Linked DNA regions of Zea mays: all the other regions are linked to region 4. Evidence: chromatin contacts called from public Hi-C data. All regions are on one chromosome and are shown on one strand. Each heading gives the region's core, a stretch centred on a gene start, on an enhancer-like site or on the middle of the called end of the contact. The rest is flanking DNA. Distances are from core to core; before and after follow the strand shown. Region 1 holds the start of LOC101027153 (histone deacetylase 10). Region 2 holds the start of LOC100285510. Region 3 holds the start of LOC100192600 (40S ribosomal protein S23). Region 4 holds the start of LOC103651046 (interactor of constitutive active ROPs 2, chloroplastic-like).

Region 1 (5,029 bases), core at 354-2,853, 130 kb before region 4:
TTTGGAATGAAGGACGCAAAGCCCATCAAAACGTCGATGGGAACAAACGAGCACTTGGACCTCGACGCAGGAGGTAAGTCCATTGATCAAAAGGTATATCGGTCTATGATAGGTTCCTTGCTTTATATTTGGGAAAGTAGACTGGATATTATGCTTTCCATTTGCATGTGTGCTAGAAGATAGACTCTCATTTGAAGAAGCAACTCTTGGCAAGGAAGAACTTGTTTTTGTTCCTCTTCTTATCTAAGCCTTCTTGCTCTATTCGCTACATATTCCTTTGTGTTGCCTCGAGTTAATTCCGCATTCTTTAGAAGCAACACTTTTGCAAGAAAAAGACTTAGTTCTATACTCCGATTATTGTTCATCTTGTTCTAACCGCTAACTAAGGGGATCAAGTTTTGCTTTAAAGCTGTAAATTTCAGGTTTCACATATTTACCCCCATCTAGGCGACAATCAGCTAGTAATGTAATTTAAAACATAAGATACATGACACATAATTTATCTTGTGGTTTAGCTCGTCACTAAGGCTCAACAATGCACATGTTGTTAAGGAAGCCATGAAGTCTTTGGAGTATCTTTTAACTTGTTCTTCTTCTATAACTCACCACCAAGGTGATGAGCTTAAGATTTTCCCTAATATTTTTGGCAATACAAACTTTCTCGTGGCTCACCACAAGCACGGGAGCCTGCTGGGTAACGCCTAACCATCTAGGAGGCTTCACCTCCAATAATAACAGATGTTGGCTATGCTCGACAAGTATTTAAGGTTGGCTTGCTCTTCTAGATACCTCAGTAAAAATATCGACACCTCAATAGGAGTTTATATCTCTATCGTATTTAAGCTTCTGCACTTTTATACTGTTACTTTTGGTTGTGTGATTTATCTGATTAGCTTAGTTATAGACAAGTGGATATGTCTAGAACCTATGTTATAAAACTCCTCTTACGGTAGAGATATCAATACTTAGAGAAAACATTGGACATATAAATGTTTGATTATTTGTATAGGTTTTATTTAAGAGAAAAGAATAAAACTGTTGGTCAGTGAAAAAAATAGTTGTCCTAATTCACTCTCCTCTTAGGCGATCTCGTTTCTACAAGTGTATTCTTCCTTATATATTATGGTAGTGTCATATCTAGTACAATGTTTTCCATATCTTATATTCAGTTAAGATCTGTATCATGTTTATACTTCTGAAATCCTTCTAACGATAGGCCTTGTAATTGTCGAGGGCTCGCAGCCAAACCCATGACCTCATGACCATAGTACATATCTTCTCCTTAAGCTTAATTTGGCTACCCATGTATATATTATTGACAACTTCTATCCTTTATCCACTTAAAAATCTATACAATGAATAATATATCTTTATGGAATTCTACAACCTAAATTCTAATCCTATCACTAGTTAAAAAAACTAAACTAGAAAATTAAATACACAATCTAGGTAAGCAATAAATAAAGTGTGGAAGTTTAATTGAAACAGAGAACTCCGATCCATAAATGGAGGGCAAAATCAGAATATACAGTACCAGTACCAGGATTTTAGGATTGATTAGTGACTGTGACCCATAACTCACCCTGCTCGCCAGCCTTTTGTCCTCCATCCAGTTTCCCCTGCCCCCGGCTGGCCGGCATACTAGATACTACCCTCTGTCGGTGTCTTGGTTCCCCGTCCTATCGCGTGCGCTCTGTGGACCGTGGTGGCGACTACTGGGTGGCCGCCGCCACCCCCGCTCGGCCGCCCTACGCCAGGTGCTCACCGTCTTCGGGACCTTCGCCGGCAACGAACACTCACCAGGTATTGCGCACAGGCGGCACAGCGCACCCCTTCTCTTCCGTTACTGCTGTGCTAAACCGAGCACCCAAACCCATGCTATATCCAATTATAAGTGTATTATGCATATTTAATGCACCAATGCCTACAGAAGTTCTTTTTTCGTTTTTTATGCGCAAAAAAAAGCAGGGTGGCACGGTGCATTTATGTTCTTTACTGGGTCCGTGGTCCGCCACTTCTATCATGCGCAGAGGAAGCAGAACTAGAAAATTACGTTCATGTCAAGCAGAGGAAGCAGAACTAGAAAATTACGGATTCAACTAGATGCGCAGAGCTCCATGGTCCTGGGGGAGATAGTTGGAATTTTGCCATCATCAGATGGCATGTTGATTTATATGCTAAAAGCTGTTGGAATGAAGAGGGGCCGTTGTTGGCCCTGCCTCAGATTGAAACCACATGCTATAATTATATTGCCTTGAACCCTTTATCACCTTTTACAGTGGTCGTTTATGTAATCATTTTATGCTAGAATGGAGCGGGGTGTCACTAGACTGCACTGCTTAGTTACTCGTAATTTGTAAAGATGGAAGAAGATATGATTGGGAAATACCTTGATTTCATTTGTAGTTCTATTTTTCATACCAAACATTTGACTTACATCTGGTAGGATGGTGTTTGGACGTGTGCTGCACATATTTTTATTCAATTGTTTCACATGATATAATGCCTATACTAAGCCTTTTTCTTCTATCAGGATGACAACATTTATATCATTCTAAGTTTATTACAAACCACCAACTTGGAGTGTGCAGTTGGTGCCTTAGTTATGATCTTAACTTCTATTTTCTGTCCACATGCAGTTGTAATGATTGGTGTAACGTATACCGGAAATCTGTCCCTTTTTTCAGGGAGGATGTTGCCCTTGTTTAGACACTGCTGTGCCTTTGGAAGTCATCATCCTCATCCCTTAATTTGGAGGAACATCTTCCAAACATCGCGAAGAGAACAAAAACAAATCAGGAGTTGGGATGCACAGTGCTCAGCAAATCAGGATCAAGCTTCTATAGAGAAATGCAATGCTCCAAAGAATTTACCAATACCTGATAATTCACTTCTCGATGCTCGTATTCTCTATTGTACCTCTCCTGCCCTGGGTCATAACAAAGTAAGCAATTCAGGTTCCTGTTTCATAGTAGAATACATTCAGTTGCATGAATGCTTTGCTACTCATTTTCATGAGCTGCCTGTTGACTCAAACTTTAATATTTCGTATGATTCATTTTTCCATAAAGCATACCTCATCTTAAAATTCATATTTGAAGAATGCCTTTCGACTTTTTTTTGAGGAGGGGCAGGGTGGGGGAGGGGGAGGAGCAGTGATTTTATGTCAACAATACATGACTACTTTATGTCGTCATGGTTGAAAACTTAAATACTGAGTTGCTGAATAATATGCAATAGTTCTAGACCATCTATGTAAATGGTTGTTAACTAAAAACCATTCTGTACCTTACTATGCAACAAATTTTTTGAAAAAATATACATAGACTTATAGAAGTCACGATGTAATAGGTGGTCCTATCCGTGTTGTGCATTATATCATAATATTTTCTGCTTCTTTTTTTGTATCCAGGAAGCACACCCAGAATCGAACAAAAGAGTTCCTGTGATAGTTGATACTCTTGAGAAATTGGAGCTTAGTCCCAAGGTATACCAGCAATACTACAAATATTCACAACTATTTTTTTTGGAAATTTGCCTTAAAGAAGGCACCTTTATTGTTTCAGTTGACCTTTATTTGAAAACATGCTAAAGTTGAATCATATAAAATGAAATAGGATGAGCAATCCACTTGAGGACATTGTCTTTTTTTTCACTATGTTTCAACAGTTCCTTTTGTCTTTAGTCAAACCTTCTGGGTTTTTGGCATGTTTCTTTCTTGTACCATGTACAATTCCATTTCACTAGAAAAGGATGAGTATTCATAAGTTAAATGTCATCTCATTTGTTTACTTTTCAGCATCGTGGTTCACAGGTTCTTGAAATTCAAAATTTCAACCCTGCTTCTCTAGATGATGTTGCACGAGTTCATTCAAGATCTTACATCACTGGACTAGAAAAGGTACTTGTCATCAAGCTCTCTTTATTTATTCTTACTTTTCTGACAATAAGATACTTTTCTCTACTGGTGAAAATCTATCAGATAGGTTTGAAATAATGCTGCGATTTGCTTAATATGTGGCAGAATGTGGCTGCAGGCTATGGGCAGAGCTTCAGATGAAGGTCTGATATTGATTGAAGGGACAGGACCAACATACGCTACAGAAACTGTAATGTGTTCTGCTTGTGCTCTTTTCGTTTTTACATGATTTTGATGCTAATTGTGCATGCCATCTACTATTTCGCTGCTGTACTGTCACAAGTTTACTTGAGTTCCGTTATCAAGCGTTCCTTTTGTGAGGACTCATGTGGCTGGATTCATGTACGTTTGTGTTTCTCTAGGGGTTCTTTTCCATGTTTTAAAACTGATAAAATTGTTACTTGGTGGTGTAAATAGCTTAATGTAAGAGGACCTACTTGCAATATGGAGTAATATATGTGGTGGTGCTGGGGCCAGTAAGGGCAACACACCAGTAAAACAACATGGTATACGGAGCTAGGGTTTGTGTCCGTCGCCGTCGCCGCCGGAGTTCGAGCCTGCGCACATGAGGGCGTCGTGACCGGCTGTGTGCAGCGCGTCGGCGGTGCCTCGCGCGGAGTCGGCGGACGCGAGCTGGTTCGATTTGGTGGCGTAGCTGTGCCCTGTGCTTCCGCGCCGTGCGCTCCGGCACCCAGGTGTGCCATCATCCTCGTCACGCAAGTCGCCTTCTCGCTCGCGCCGGCGACTCCGTCGTCCTCGACCGCCCTCCAAGCGGCACGGGCGCGACCCTCCGAGCAACGGCGCGGACGGCGCGCGGGCTTGGCCCCCGGCGGCCCGGCGCGGCACGCGCGCGGCTCAGGCACGACGACTCGGGCACGGTGGGTGAGACCCCCGGCGGCGTGTCCTAGCAGTGGCCTCTCCGACAGGAACTCTGCTGCGGCGGGCTCCATCTGCTGCAGCCATCGCGCCGCCTCGCACCTCCGCGCGCGTCCTTCTTCGCGGCTGCTCCCGCAGAACGGTGACGACGACGGGGACGAGGAGTTGGAGGAGCACGGGATCACGACAACACCCTGTGTGGAACCTGCGGGACCAGCTACAGCAAGGACCCGT
Region 2 (4,858 bases), core at 184-2,683, 190 kb before region 4:
GATCAGACCATGAGTCCACCAAAACTCAAAGGTACCAAGGTAATCATGGTAGTCATCAGTGACTGCATTGCCCACCTTAATTTTTCAGGAATTACAAAACTTCAGAAACAGGTATAAATAAAGTGGAACTAGTACAGATAAAAATCGAGCCTGAGGTTTACCATGAATCCTTTGAAATTAATTGTTGGATTCTGAATGCCCTTGTTCTTTTCATATATGAGCTGGGCTAACTGTGGAACGTAGTGACCTGCACGCATCAGAGGCCAAACATTTCAACTCTTTCACACTAAAATAAGCCGGCCCAAACAGAATTCAGAACTTGTGACACACGAACTTTACCCGCGTAACTTTCCCCAGCAATATAGAACTCCCTGTACTTGTACTGTGGGAATCTCTCCAACCAGTTCACAAGAAAAGCGTAGGCATCCAGTGCTACAAGAAAAGACAAATGCAAGTACAAGCATTAAGGTTGGTACTCCTGAATTGTTGATGAACCAAGGTAACCGGGCAGCTCGAGCAGGAATGGCCATGAATCAGTTTTACCTGTCTTTGCATCTCCTGCGGTGTACAGATCCAGCGACGAGTTCGAGTACGAGAACCCCACGCCGGCCGGCGACTCCAGGAAGAGCAAATTGGCCGCTGCAGTCAACCGTGGAGCAAGCAAACCGGAAACAAATCAGCCACATCCGGCACCAGCATTGCAGAACGGATTCCGTGTCTAACTGAGCTCAAGAGCACGCACCCTTGTTCCAAGAATTGGGGTTGAGGTAGAGAGTCTGGCCGTCCGGCCTGATGCGGAACGGGCCGACCTCCTCGGACGCGCCGTAGCCGACTGACGAGCATCCAGGGCCGCCGTTGAGCCAGAGGACGAGCGGCGCGATGGGCCCGGCCGCCGGCACCGCCTCCACGAGCCAGTAGAAGAGCGCGCGCCCCCGCGCCGGGTTGACGGTGACGTAGCCGGAGTACTGCGAGAACCCCACGTTCGGCGGCTGGCCCGGGAGCTCGCGGATCCGGTCGCTCTCCTGGTCAGCAGTGACCATGGCCCCCGCCCCCGCTAACACCAGTAGATGCAGCAGCACCGAAGCCCCGAACTGGTGACGCATTGCCATTGGGGACGAGCTCCAATGCCTGGGCATGGGCAGAGGCAAGCTGCCAATGCGGCTCTCCCCTGGAGACTGGAGTGGGAGGGAGTCGACTTCAAGTAGTGGAAGCAGAACTGTGCTTGCACTCCAGCAGTCCTTGCACAGTTGCGCTTGAGGAGAACGCAACAGCACTCCAGCAGCTGCTGTTGCTGCTGGTGCTGACCAATGAGCAGGGGCAGGGAGATTGCTTGCGCAGTTGCCTTGATATCAGTGGGGATTTTAGGTCCGCACGCCAGCCTCAGCCACTCCCATTGACCAAGGACAGCTCAGGGGCGCTGGAGCGATGTCTCCTTGAAGCGTCAAAGGACCGAAGGAGGGAGCCGCGGAGGCAGCTGACCTCGTCCGCTGCCCGCTGGCTCTGACCAGCAACGCGCGGGCGCGGCCGGTAGGTGCGGGCAAGTACAAGCCGAATGTGCCGAGATTTCCTCACCCGCTTCGATGATTGATTGGGCACGGGTACAGCTCAAGGCGCCGTGCAAAAAGGGCCGGATCAGATCGCGCGCCGTACCAGCACTGGCCGAACGGGAAAACCTGCGTGCTACAGTACAGCGCGGCAAATTGGTGGTGGACTGGTGGTGCCGGTGGTGCGCGTGAGACCGATTCAGCCGAGCTGTGCCGTGGGGAAGGGCGGAAGCGGCTGAAATGAGGCACATGGGATGGAGGGTTGGAGGGAAACCGCGCGGGACTCAGGAAAGAGGAGGAATCCAGGGGTTGGGAGCTTGGGGCGCATCGCATCTGCTCCGCGGCGTCCGTCGGCAGTCGCGTGCGCGCACGAGAGAACATGGAAAGGGACAAGCAAACCAAACCAAACCAAACCAAACACGCGGGCTGCTACAGAATGCGAGGGATCGTGAGCTGTTTGGCATGGTTCGTTTGGAGAAGTGGTGCTCGACAGCGCAGGCACAGGCACAGGCGCAGGCATAGAGGCGCTTCCGCTGGCGAAGCTCTGATGATGATGGCAAGGACTAGCTATCTTCTTCGCAAAAAGAACAGCAATGACCGAACCACAGAATCATTGCATCAGTCAGAAAAAGTAACGATTGTTTAAGGGAGCTCCACGCCCACACCATGAGGCCACGAGTAGGATAAAAACAGACCAAAACGGTGGGAAAAGCCCCTCACTATTTTCGTTACCATATTTTTTTACACCAGGATCGATATAGTAAAAGAACGGACGATTGTGGATTATACAGCTAGACGAAAACAGATTAAAACGAACGGTAACTGAAAACTTTGATCGGAATATGCAATATTGTATAGTCACTCAGCAAACTATAATATTAAGAGTTTAGAACACTATAAAGGTGTTAAAGATAGATCCACGTTCTAGCTCTAATGTGAAGCTGTAATTTATAATGTCAATTTAAATAGTTTTACAAATATTTTTATCTAAATAATAAACAAAATGACTTATCTAAATATCTTCTAAAGACTTACAACTTCAGCTCTACAATTTTCTGGAGCACCTAATGACTTGCTCCACTGACTCCACCAATTTTTTTAGTTTTAATTGTCCCAAACAGGACCTATAAATCACAACTTCACAAGTTTTTAAGTCACACAAAACATGTCTTTTTCAAAAAATCAACCACTTATGTAAGGACAACACTTTTTTCGCCAACATTCTTTAATCATGAATCCAAACTTGTGGATACATAAGACAAGAGGGAGTATCCTGTACGGTTGTAGTAACACGCTGATATGATAACATCAAAGATTATGCAAGCAAGTCCTAATCCACCAGGCCATCACAAGCATCACAATTCGCAGGCTTCGGTTTCAAGGACAATAGTTCACATGCAAATAAAAAAACAATAAAATTATCCACCACAAGCTACACAAGATAGTCCAATAAAGTTTAAACCACAATAAAATTATCCACTAAAACTAGTTCATACTATTATAGTCTCCAATAAATAAAAATAGAGAATCAAAGATTAAGCAAGCATGTCATAGAGGGTATGGCTAAGACAATACCTTTTTGTATATTGTTTTATATGCTACCTAAAACGGGATATTGGAAACGCGAAAACAGGAATATCATGGTAAAAATGGGATTTTGGAAATACAGAGTGACGGACGGAAAATACTAAAGCGTTTTCGTTCTCGTTCCCTCAATATACCATCTCATTTTCGTCTCGCTTCTATTTTTCCTCGCAAATATGAAAACGGACCGAATAAAAAATTGAATATGGTACCAAACGAAACGAGATTTTTTCGTCCGTTTTCATCCTCACGAGGCCACGCTAAAAAATTCAGTTTGTAAGACTTCAATCTCCTTTAAGGACCGTTCGGATATTCGATTATCCATGAACAGTTTCTGAGAATGGTTCATGGCGAAATGGTTGTCTAATTTGTATCGGTATTATTCCATCATAAACGAATGGGCCCTTAATGGGTGTAGTGATTGATTTCTTTACCATTGAACTGTATATTTTGCACTTCTTCGATTCTAAATTAAACATAAAACTCTTGACATCTAATAAAAAGGTAAATTAGTCAATTACTTTTTTACTAATATAAGGACTCTATTTTATGTCTAGTTAGACATTCTGCAATACATAAACTATCTTATGCGCAATTACGGTTTTAACTAAGTGTTATTATCTATATCATAAAAATTATCCAACCTATCTTCTAAACCTAGAACTAAACTAGAATGGTAAAAGCAAACAACCAAAGCATATAACGTAAGGGTTTTTTCAGATATATGGCATTATGAAATTCGAGTATTCTAAATATGCCATTATAATTCGTGATACATGGTGGCTGCTATTACTAGATCTAAAAAATTGTCCTCAGTCATTATCTACACCCACGTGTGTAACGTACATCAACATTGCCCCTTTTACCCTTCTTCCTCCCTGCTCTCCTCCCTCCCGTTCTTCTCCCTCGCCGGAGGAGTAGATGCAATGTGCCATGGATCCATGCTCGTTCTTGTATGTGTGCGAGGTCGACTCAGAATCTGATCCACACCTAACTCCCCCCTGCTTCCTCTCCCCCTCCTCTGCTCCGACTCCGATCACTGTTGTCGGTAACACAACATTGACCACTCAACAAAATGCATCCACCACGACAACTAACACCATAGTTCCCCTACTAGTTCCTCGTGGCGTTGGAGGTCGGCTCCTGCGTTCGAGCGCTGCTGTTGCACCTCACTGTGTCGCTGTTGCTGGCGATCTACATGCTTGTCTCTGAGGTGGTGACAATCGTGTTATTAGCATTCATCACGTCCATGGGGCTCCGTCATTGTCGCCGACGGGTAGGCTAGGAACGCAACATCAGAGTCAGACACGACACCACAACAAGAGGGGAGAACATGAGGGAGGAGAGAAGAGAGGAAGAATGGGTAGAAATGGCAATACTAATGTATATTACAAGTGTGGGTGTAGATAATGTGGGGGGCAAATTTTTAGATCTAGTAATGGTAGTCATAGGGTATCACAAATTATAATTGCATCTTTAGAATACTTGATTTTTATAATGACATAAATCTAAAAACCCTATAATATAAATATGAAATCTAAAGTAAAATAAAGATATAAACTATCGTTGACGCTTTTTGATTTTTTATCGAGATATCAAGAAGCGTCCAAACTTCCTCCTAATACTCATTGGAGCCCCGCACAAGGCAAGTCCACGCAAAGACTAAGCTCCCGGTTAGGTAACTTCGTGAATAGTCTCATTTCTTCCACATATGCAAGTGGGTCTCTGGT
Region 3 (4,979 bases), core at 1,241-3,740, 200 kb after region 4:
CATTCGAGTGTCATTTGTACTTCTTCTCACCATAAATAATTACATTTGTACTTCTTGGCATGGGGCATGGGTGACAACACGAACGCAGCACAACGCAGAAAACAACACAAACGCAGCACAACTTCGTAGGTCTATATGCATGAGTGACACTATACCTCTATTCCTCAATCCTGTACACATAAACATCCTATGTCTGTCGCACACAATGTCTGTGCCTTCAGATAGCGTTTTATGACTTCCTGTCCAACATACTCACAGTGTCCTATTATTTGTTGTTCTGTTATTTGTTATTTAGGACGACACCATCTACAAAAATATATATAGTTTTAACCAATGGTTTTTTAAAATACAAATACACTCTTAATACATTTAGAATTTTATAAAAGTACATTTTAAAATAAGTCGGTGCATATAAATATTAGGTTTGAAAACTAAATAACAAAATAGATATTTACAAAGTTTTATAATTTTGACTCAAACTATGTCCAAAACAACAAATAATAGAACACTAGAACTAAATAATAAAGAACTAAATAATAGAACACTAGAACTGGAGGGAGTATAAAGTAAGTCTACCTAAGCTCTATCAAGATATGCAATTGTACAAAGCAATTACACTCTGTTCTTTTTTATTTGTATCGTTTTAGTTTAAAAAATAAACTGGCGGACAACAAATAAATGAACTTGCGGGCAACAAAAATTCTAGAAGAGGAAGTACATTGATATGGAATGATAGCACTCAACAGAAGCAAGTCTGAAAAGAAATCGTTTTCACCAACAAAATCTTAGGTTAACAATTGCACGAATGCACTGCAAACATAGCAAGCAACCATTCTTCTTAATCATCTAACGCCCTCCCGTTTCAACTCCACGCTTGCTGATTTTGGTAGCAAGAGCAATCTAAGACCTTGGCTTCTCTTTCTTCTCCTTGAAAAGGGCAAGCAGAGACACACCGGAAACCTTGACGACCTTGAACCGGACACCAGGAATATCTCCCACAGCGTGCCCCTTACGACCAAATCCAGCAATCAAGACCTCATCCTAGACAGAGATGGGACAAGTCAAGTTTGGGCTTGCACAATAGGCTGCAAACAAGAATTATAACAGTTCGGGACAAAGAGTATCATACATTTTCCTCAATGTAGTTCAAACAACCGTCATTTGGCACGAAGGCAGCAATCTTCTTGCCATTCTTAACAAGCTGAACACGAGCACACTTACGGATAGCGGAGTTGGGCTGCTTGGCCTCAATACCACTGCATTATTATCAGTGTTTATTTGCTCAATTGAGTTAAAAGGCGAAGTGTGCAAGAAAAAAGTAAAGTTTTAGCATCTGCTTACATCTTCTCCAGGACAATGCCCTTGGCATGGGATGACCCAGCGAAGGGTTTCTTCCACTCATTGCCCAAATGGCTCTTCTTGTATGCCTTGTCAGCCCACCGCTGGTTCCTGCGGTGGGTCTTGAGCTTGCGCCCGGCTCCCATACCACGTGTCTTCCTGTATAAGAAAGCAGATCACGTTTTAACATTTTAATGTAGTGGTCTATCCAAATGTGATAGACTACCACATTACAACTGGCAATGCATCCCAAAACCCCACATTACAACTGACAATGCATGCCAAAACCCTTTTTAACAGTGCTAGAAAGAAAAGGACTAATACCACACAACAATTCGACATTACATGAACAAAACAGGTAACCGAATGTCTGAATCAAGATATTAGTCGATATATTGACACACTTATATACAGTTTTCCTAGTTCTAATTAAGTTTTCGTCACCTCACTGTGTACTAGAATAAGCGTCTAAAATGTTTGTGAGAAAAACACTAGGTGCACTACACCTGCAGTACCTGAACAGCTAAACTGTTGACTCTTAAATAAATGGATTATAACTGTAATCGCTTCAAGGCTCCAAATCGGGAGTTTCGCAAAACTTCAAATGAAGTTTCACAAAAAAAGGCGACTCTTTGAAAACGCGAAGAATAATGAAGGTGTATGCTACCATGCATAGCTTCCCAAATCCAAGTAACTGGACCAAGAAAGATATTGCTACACAGCAGCAACGGATTAATGTCGCTTATGAATATGTTTAGCGCTGACGTTGTAGTATCTGATCAGCACTGGACCGTCAATAAGCTTCACGTGGATACTGAGAAGAAATCAAAATAGATCACGATGTATACTTCACATTAGCGCAAGCAAAGCTGCGCGTCAAGCAACCAGATGCACTTATGCAGTCACACCGAACCACACTCATAATCGCTAAGCCAGAAAATAGATGGACACGAGGATAGATCAAAAAACTTCAACAGAAGACAGTGAGATACCCCATGTTGACGGAAGTTCTCTGGAGCGCTTCGCGGCGACGGCTGCAAGAAGCGGAACACGAGCTGGGAGCGGGAGCGGCGGCGGCGGCAGGAGAGGGGAAAAGATGGGAGGGGAAGGTATTTATATGCGGGGCTTTGGTGTTTAGGGTTTGGCGGTGTTGCTGCTTGCTTTGAGATCCGTGCTTCTGAATAGAAGCTACGGTCGTGATGGTTAGCGTTGGCGTAGGGATTGGAACGGTGGACTCGGTCTACCACGGTGGTTGCGGGGAGTGCAAAGCCGGGGAGGGGACAAACTTGGGGGCTGTTTGGTTGGTGTCTAAATATGCCACACTTTGACTAAGGTTAGTCGTTCGAATTGAAAAACTAATCTTAGGCAAAAAAAAGTTAGGTAAAGTATGACAAGTTAGGTATCAAACCAAACTTTATTTATGTCTTTACTCTACTACTTATTAAGTACGTACAGTGTAGACTTCTAACATTACCATGTCCCCGCCTCTCGCTCGTGATTTCCCTGCACCCACCGTTGTCGTCTTCAGGGTCTGTCTCCTTGGCCCGTGCTCCCCCACCTTGGCGCCGCAACCCACGACGTGCTTGGCTCTGGGACCCCTCAGTCTTCCCAGCCCTCCAAGTTTCGAATAGACCTCATGGAACGCCCGTCCTCCCCTGCTTGCCCCCACCCCCACCCCCCGTCCTCCCAAAGATGGTTGTTGCCGCCTTCGACCACGGTGGTGAGGGAATGGACAAGGGGCATGAGGACGAGGAGGGATCGACCACGGTGGTGATATGAACTAAATTACTCTTATAAATATCATGCATAACACCAATTTAAACAAGATAAGAAATAGCATGATTATTTAATTAAGTTTACATGGCAGGTTTAATTCATAGCATGGTGAGTGATTAATGTGGACGATTCTAAACCAATTTAGACATGAAGGAATACATCACATAGTATTGGATTGATCTTCTTGAACGTTAAATGGCACACTCCATTTGAGAAACACGTTCTCATGTTGTGAGACTACATAAACACTTGGATAGAAACATTAGTCTCACAACTCTAGTTATATAGAGAATTTCCCTTTTAAAAAGTGTTCTTGAGAATTTGAATTTCTTACTTAGCACTCTATTCATTTAAGAACTTGGTATAATCCTCTTTATGTTTAGATAATGGCATTAATAAGAATCAATTTGAAATATGCCAAGAAATACTCATCACCAATTAAAGCATGTGGATTGCCACATATAAGAATGATGAATATGAGATCTACCATGTGATTGGATCTTTTTCAAGTCAAGATAGAATCTTTTAAGTTCATCCTCAAGTGCTTCATTTTTCCTATGTGCCTACGTAAGACACAAATGAATATACTAATTGAAAGCAATGTGCACTTTTAGATTTAATTGTTACTGTCCTTTAGATATCCCTTAGTTATAGGTCTTTTGTTTGATTTCCATGAAGGTAAATCCTTTGGTCCCTACAACATAAGATCTTGCTCGAGATGAATATGAAGTTATAAATACATCAATTCAATTCATCTTTGGGTCAATCTTAAAGAATAGATAATGTAAGATTGATAGCTTGAGATAAAGATTGAGTTAAACCACTCAAGCACCCAAAAGCTTCATATCATCTCTGGGTACCTACAAATTCTTTCAAACATATTTTGGTACCCATTCATGGGACAATCCTTGCATAGGTGTCCCTTTTGTGACATATGTAGCAAATATGTTGCTTGTCCTTGCAAGGTATTTGCCTTTTGCTTGTTACTTCTTTGTTTATGGGTACTTCTCCTTGCATCCATAGCACCTCTTATCTCTTCTCTCTGATCTTTCTTTGTTGAAACACATAGGTACATTGTTAGAGCATATAATATGAGCATTAATTTTCTCACCTTGAATTTTGCTCATGCCTTTCTTGAAAAGCTTGATACTCTTTTGAAGGGTTTTGAGCATGCTACGGTTGCCCCATTCACAAGCTTTTTCACCATGTCATCACAATTATCTTGAAAAGGTTGAGCATGACACTTTCCCTTTAAATGAGTTAAGCTCCTTCTTAGCCACTCATTTTCTTTCTTGAGCTCATTGTTTTCTTTTGCATAGGAAACATTACTTGTTCCTAAAAATTCTAGCTCAATGGAAGATTGGCTTTCTTAAGAGCAACATTTGTTAGCACATGATAATATAGTTTCAATTTCAACACACGTGCATGTGTGAGGTTGATATGAATTTAAACTAGTGAGAACAACCTCATGAGCAATGACTAGCATGATATGTTCATTTATAAACTTTTCATGTGAGCATAGCAACATATCATGTTTTTCTTGCAAAGCTAGATTATCAATTTTTAGCTTTTCTACTGTGTTCTTGAGCATATAATTTTCATCTTCTAATTGAGCAATGCATGATAAAGAGTTAATAATTCTATTTTGCTCAATGGACATGGCTTCATACCTTTGGACCAAATCATCATGAGAGCACTTTAGCTCCTCATATTCTTTGATCAACTTATCTAATATTTTGGTCTTGTTGATGAGGATGTCTTCTTGCTTATGAAATATTTCTTGTTGTTCTTCCGCTCTTCTCATGAGTTTAAGCAAGATCATCTTGTTCATCTTGCATTGTTGAGCGAAGAATTGTTGAAGATCA
Region 4 (5,021 bases), core at 2,385-4,884:
CTTGGCGTCGTCCACCTCCTGCAGGGCCCGCTTCCTGGAGAGCTCGGAGGAATGGAGCTGCTCCTTGGCCTTCTTGAGCTCGTCTTGCAGCTGCGACAGCTGGGACTCCAGCTCCGATAGCTTCGTCGTCGGTGGCCTCCTTTTCTGATGATTTCATTGCACACAAGGACAAATTAATGCCGACAAGATCAGTGATGGTCATATTAGTACTGTACTCCTCCTCAAGCTCCGTTTGAATAAACGCGGGTGATTTGATTTATACAGGAGCATTCTTTTTCCAGAAAAAGACGCTGCTGAGCTTAACCAGTGCAGGGGTCATGAGAAATGCTGTTGTTATGTTCACTTTCTAGTTCATCTCCAGTATCCAAAAAAAACATATAACATATAGCACTCCTAGTTCTAAATTATATAAGATATTTTAACTTTTGTACATGCATTGATTTTATTATATATTTAGTTATAGTGTATTTCTAAATACATAATTAAAGTTATATATCTAAAAAATACTAAAAACAGTCTTATGATTTAGGATGTATTTAAATATCGGCAATAACAAATGCCATGGCTGATTACTTTTCTGTACGAGAAAATGACTAGCATGATGGGATGTTATAAGTTTATAACAGAACTATCAGAGTGTTTAAAGCGCAACCGCCAAATGAACCTTCCCATTTTGAGGGTGTTTTTCAAGACCACGATGAGTGCCGCCGATAGAGAGAATAAACCAACGGTGTCAATTAGGGTCCCTGGTCCCGGTCCCAAACCAAGAGTTTGCGTCAGTTCTATCAGATGCGCCTGTTTTGCCGTTGGTTGCAGCGACACTGGTGGTAGCAGAACTGGTACCGCTATCTTAATCCACCAGTTTGGTAGCAACGCGAGGACCAGCTTCAATTATTTCAGAGATTTGCTAGCCATTCAATATCTCTGGACCATTTGATTTGGGCACTTAGCCAGCACCTAATACTTGTCTGTTTCAGTCTAACTGACAGTTTGCTCCATCATGAGAGACGGAGAGCGAGACCCAACCGCTCCCAAGTCCTAACCGAGCGCTAATAACATGAACCATGAGAAACGATATACAAAATCGACGCATTTAAGAGCAGTTAACAGTCTTCAAAGGCTTGTGATGAACTTAATTGAACGGTGCTCCTGATATGATAACACCGACGTACTACCAGACAGAAACACTAATGGAGTGTTTGTTTAAGGAATGATGTAGTCCATCATCTTCTCACTCCTCACTTTTTTGTTTGGTTTGTGGAATGGAGTGAGTTAATCTATCACCACTTCATTCATCATACTTAGTTGTTTAGTACTAATATGTGGAATGGAGTCATCCACCAAATTTGAGAAATAGACTCATGATGCACCACTTCATTTTGGATAGAGTGATTCAATCAAACCAAACACCTCATAAAGTTTGTCTTATATATATCTTCTGCCTGGCGAAATTACTGTATGTAACAGCATTCCGAAATGGAGCAACAGCAGGGAGAGGGGGAGTCGCCATTTACCTCTCTCTCGGCGCTCACCGCCGTGCGGCGGTCGACCTTGGGGCTGAGGCCGGTGGGCGACTCGGCCATCCTCGCCGTCCGGCCGGCCTTGTTACCGCCCAGGGAGGACGTCCGGGTGGGGTGTTCCAAGGAGCCATTCCTTCACGCCAAAAGAAGATAAACCACAGCATCATCAGGTATGAGTCCGAGGACCTCAAAAAAAAATCACAAATGGCAGCCAAGGGCAATCTCACCCCCCCCCCCCCCCCCCCCCCCCCCCCACAGCAGCGAGCAGCATGTTACCTGGAGCTGTTGCTGCTGGAATATAGCTTGAGAAAATGCATTTTGTTCAAGGACAGCATGCTCAGAAAAGGGGCGAAACCGCAGCGTTTCCCCTCATGCCAAATGCAAAGGGGAGGGAGGGAAAAAAAAGGAAAGCTTTTGCTTTGGAAACTCTAGCTCCAAAATCTAAACCGAGTAGAACAGGTTGGAAGCTCTGACGGGGAAACCGAACTAAAGAGCGCGGTGGAGTCCAGCCGAAGCCGCGTCGGGGAGGACGAGGCGGACGGGATCGATGCTCCAGCTCAACTCAGATGCAAAGCGAAGAAGAAGGAGAAGCAGCGAGATGCAACGGAGGGGGCGCACACGACAAAGAATCCGAGGCCGGAAAGCGCAAGAGGCCGACAGGGAATGGAGGGGAGGAGCAACGCCGAGCCGGGACTGGAGCCGACGAAAGGGGCCGCGGCATTAGCTTAGCATAATACTATTCTCCTCCTCCACCACCGCAGGCAAGCACGGGCGGGAATCAAAAGGCCGGGCAGAGTGCGAGATGGGGCGGAGGCGCGGGGCGCGCTTTGCTTTACAGATGCGGGTTAGGCAGCAAGTGGACCTGCCTGTCGTCCTTGGCTCCGAGCTCAAGAACGGGACAGACACCCCTTGCGCATGGAGCTATCCGCGAACAGTCACGGTCACATGCGGCCGTGATTTGAAAACTTGGCCGCTTCCTCCTCCTCGGCTCCATGAAAAAGGTAAAAAAATAAATGGGAAAGGGGGGACAGAGGCACAGAGCAGACAGATGGTGGTGAGGAGGAAAGCATAGTTAAGAGCCGCCCAATCGCATAACTCCATCCCAAAGCTTGCTGCGTGCACGTAAAATCGGCGCCGCAGCTGTGAACCTGTGAATTGCTGTGTCAGCCTCTGTTTATTGTGCCACCCCTGAGCTGAGAACATGCATGGATGAACAGTTCTCCCTGCACTTTGGTGAGGCGTGTACAGTCATAGAGTAGGAGATTAGCTCGTGCGAGGTCCAAAATGGCCAAACTGAAGAGAGAAGGCCCGAAGAGGAGAGAGAGAGAGAGAGAAGCACGGACATTGACTTGGAGAGGAGAATCTAATGAACAATCGGCAGGATTGACGCAGAGAGAAATAAACAAGAGAAGGATGGAAAAAAACGCATACGCATCAATCATCATCAGACGGCACATGGAATTTAGCGTGGAACGAAGGGGATGAAACTGAACAAACCTCGTCTTGGCCGCCGCCTGCATGGCGATACCCCTATGTTTATTCCCGGAGGCCGGAGCTCCGAGGCACACCGGCACAGGCTACCGCCACGCCTCCGAGAGACCAAGCGCGCGGAATGCTGCGAAATTGAAGGACAAAAGACGAAAGCGCGCGGCCGTCAGCTAGCTCCCGCTCCCTTTGCCATGGACGAGAGGCGGCACCGCGGCAGGAAAGATTGGTGTGTAGCAATGGCGACGGCGGAGCTTGCTATAGCCTATGGCCTATAGGTAGCGCGCTGTCTGCACGCGCGCAAAGCAGCTAAATAATGGACAACAACATGCAGCAACAACAACAACAACAGCACGGAGGCATTGGCTGCTGATGGCTTGCCCGTCTAATCTGGCACTAACTAGTCAGCACTCCAACCACTTAGCCAGCGACAGGGACAGCCGTGTGGTTTCTAAACAATTGACGGCATCCTTAAACCGGGAGGGACACATGACATGGTGAGGTTTCTTTAAGCTTGGCCACGGGGTGATGGCTTGGCGCGCGCTGCTCATGATCTCCGCTACGGGTGTGTGTAGAGAGGCCGGGGCCTGCAGGCTGCAGCTACATGCCTACATGGATGGACATCGTCGGCTCTCTCTGGTGGAGGATAATAACGCATTATACGCGCGCCACTACAACCACCAAGCTTAAGGCCGCCGAAAGGTAGGCCTGAAGCAAGCAAGCAAAGCAAAGCAAGAACCCACCACTCCACGGCTCCCCCCTTTTGTTCGCTCTCGCTCTCGCTTAGTCTTTGCACTCACTCAACGCCCCCACACGCACGAAAGCAGCAGCGGCGCGCCGCCCACACTCAGCACCCCCCGCTGCCTGCCTGGAATCGTGCGTGGTGCATAAGTAGTTGGGGCCTTAACAGAATGAAAGCCACGCCCGGATACAGAGCGACCTTTTTTTGTTAATAGCAGAATGAAGCGGCAGCCATAAGAAGGGACACGCGTACGTGTTTGCTTTGCTATGTTATCTTGGGCTTAGGATGACTGGATCTGTGGATGCCACGAGGACAAAGGCTTGGAGATGATCCAAGGCTAATCTTTCTCCTTTGTGTGTTAACTACCTGGGTAGATAAGTAGCAGCAGGAGTAAGCTGTAAGATACTGTCACGCTTGCATAGTGTGCAACCCGCCCTGATGTGATGAGATGACATAGCAAGTCGTTGAAAGAAGAAACCAGCTCACCTATACAGGACTCCGACTCGCTGCGCGACCAAGATGCCTTAACGTCTCCTCCTCTCCGTTGCTTGCCCGGCCCTTCATCTCATGCTCCGACGGAGTTGTGGGAGTGGGATGCCATCCTCTGTAATCAAGTTTAAGCTGTAAGCAGTGCAGGAAAGCAGTCAGGCCAGTCAAGGCTGCCGCGGCGACCAGAGCTGCGAGATGAGGAACAATCTTTTATGTGTGCTCGGTCTCCCGTGCCCTGCTAGAAAACCAGATGAAACGAGGTATTCGTATCCGTACCTGATGATTTTCGGCATTTTTTTTCTTTTTTCCTTTTCTTTTTGCCAGGAGATTCAACGCCTGCTGATGTTACCGTTGGGCTCGGACGTCGATCGCTGATCCCGGATAATGATGATCGCCCCGTGTTGTCCACTTGATCAGCGATGCTTTGTTTTCAGTACGGGAAAAGCGTAGACGAAGCACGTGGCAACCGTATGATCGAGACCAAAGGTCGCCTTGTTCGCTTCACATTATGCACTACAATTTATAGAGACAAAACACTGTAAGAAGTCGATAGGGATTAAAGGCAATCTAATAGGTTGATGCATGTTTTTTTTTTTCAATGCCTCCGCTGTCAGTGGAACGGCAATTGCACAAAAGGCTCCGACGACGCTCTCGTCGCCTCCGGCCACGTGGAATGTCTAGCAAGACGTTCAGATGACTGGTCTGTTGCTGCTCCGACAAGGGGAGCTGTGGATCGAAACTGGAGCAAATTGATTTGGTTGCATCGATCGTGAATAATCGCTATA

What was found. A called contact is a pair of places that touch in the nucleus more often than the background predicts.
Region 1: a Hi-C map of tassel shows a contact between it and region 4, with 2.8 times the contacts expected there. The contact joins the promoter of LOC101027153 here to the promoter of LOC103651046 in region 4. A contact is called at or near these places in 2 of 25 Hi-C or Micro-C datasets (ear and tassel).
Region 2: a Hi-C map of endosperm shows a contact between it and region 4, with 2.1 times the contacts expected there. The contact joins the promoter of LOC100285510 here to the promoter of LOC103651046 in region 4. A contact is called at or near these places in 5 of 25 Hi-C or Micro-C datasets (bundle sheath, ear, endosperm and 2 more).
Region 3: a contact with region 4 is called in a Hi-C map of leaf, with 7 times the contacts expected there. The contact joins the promoter of LOC100192600 here to the promoter of LOC103651046 in region 4. A contact is called at or near these places in 2 of 25 Hi-C or Micro-C datasets (ear and leaf).

The regions. Positions count from the first base shown.
Region 1 is chr3:187,720,504-187,725,532 of Zm-B73-REFERENCE-NAM-5.0, reverse strand. LOC101027153 (histone deacetylase 10) reads left to right here and starts at 1,603. Exons shown (of 9, transcript NR_183228.1): 1 at 1,603-1,803; 2 at 2,640-2,944; 3 at 3,413-3,487; 4 at 3,800-3,901; 5 at 4,025-4,109.
Region 2 is chr3:187,778,621-187,783,478 of Zm-B73-REFERENCE-NAM-5.0, reverse strand. LOC100285510 reads right to left here and starts at 1,433. Exons shown (of 9, transcript NM_001158402.2): 1 at 743-1,433; 2 at 544-639; 3 at 340-432; 4 at 162-247; 5 at 1-75. The coding sequence starts at 1,136.
Region 3 is chr3:187,396,564-187,401,542 of Zm-B73-REFERENCE-NAM-5.0, reverse strand. LOC100192600 (40S ribosomal protein S23) reads right to left here and starts at 2,490. Exons shown (of 4, transcript NM_001137815.2): 1 at 2,331-2,490; 2 at 1,342-1,497; 3 at 1,130-1,256; 4 at 704-1,041. The coding sequence starts at 2,335. The coding sequence ends at 901.
Region 4 is chr3:187,593,320-187,598,340 of Zm-B73-REFERENCE-NAM-5.0, reverse strand. LOC103651046 (interactor of constitutive active ROPs 2, chloroplastic-like) reads right to left here and starts at 3,634. Exons shown (of 3, transcript NM_001322867.1): 1 at 3,018-3,634; 2 at 1,515-1,653; 3 at 1-144. The coding sequence starts at 3,040.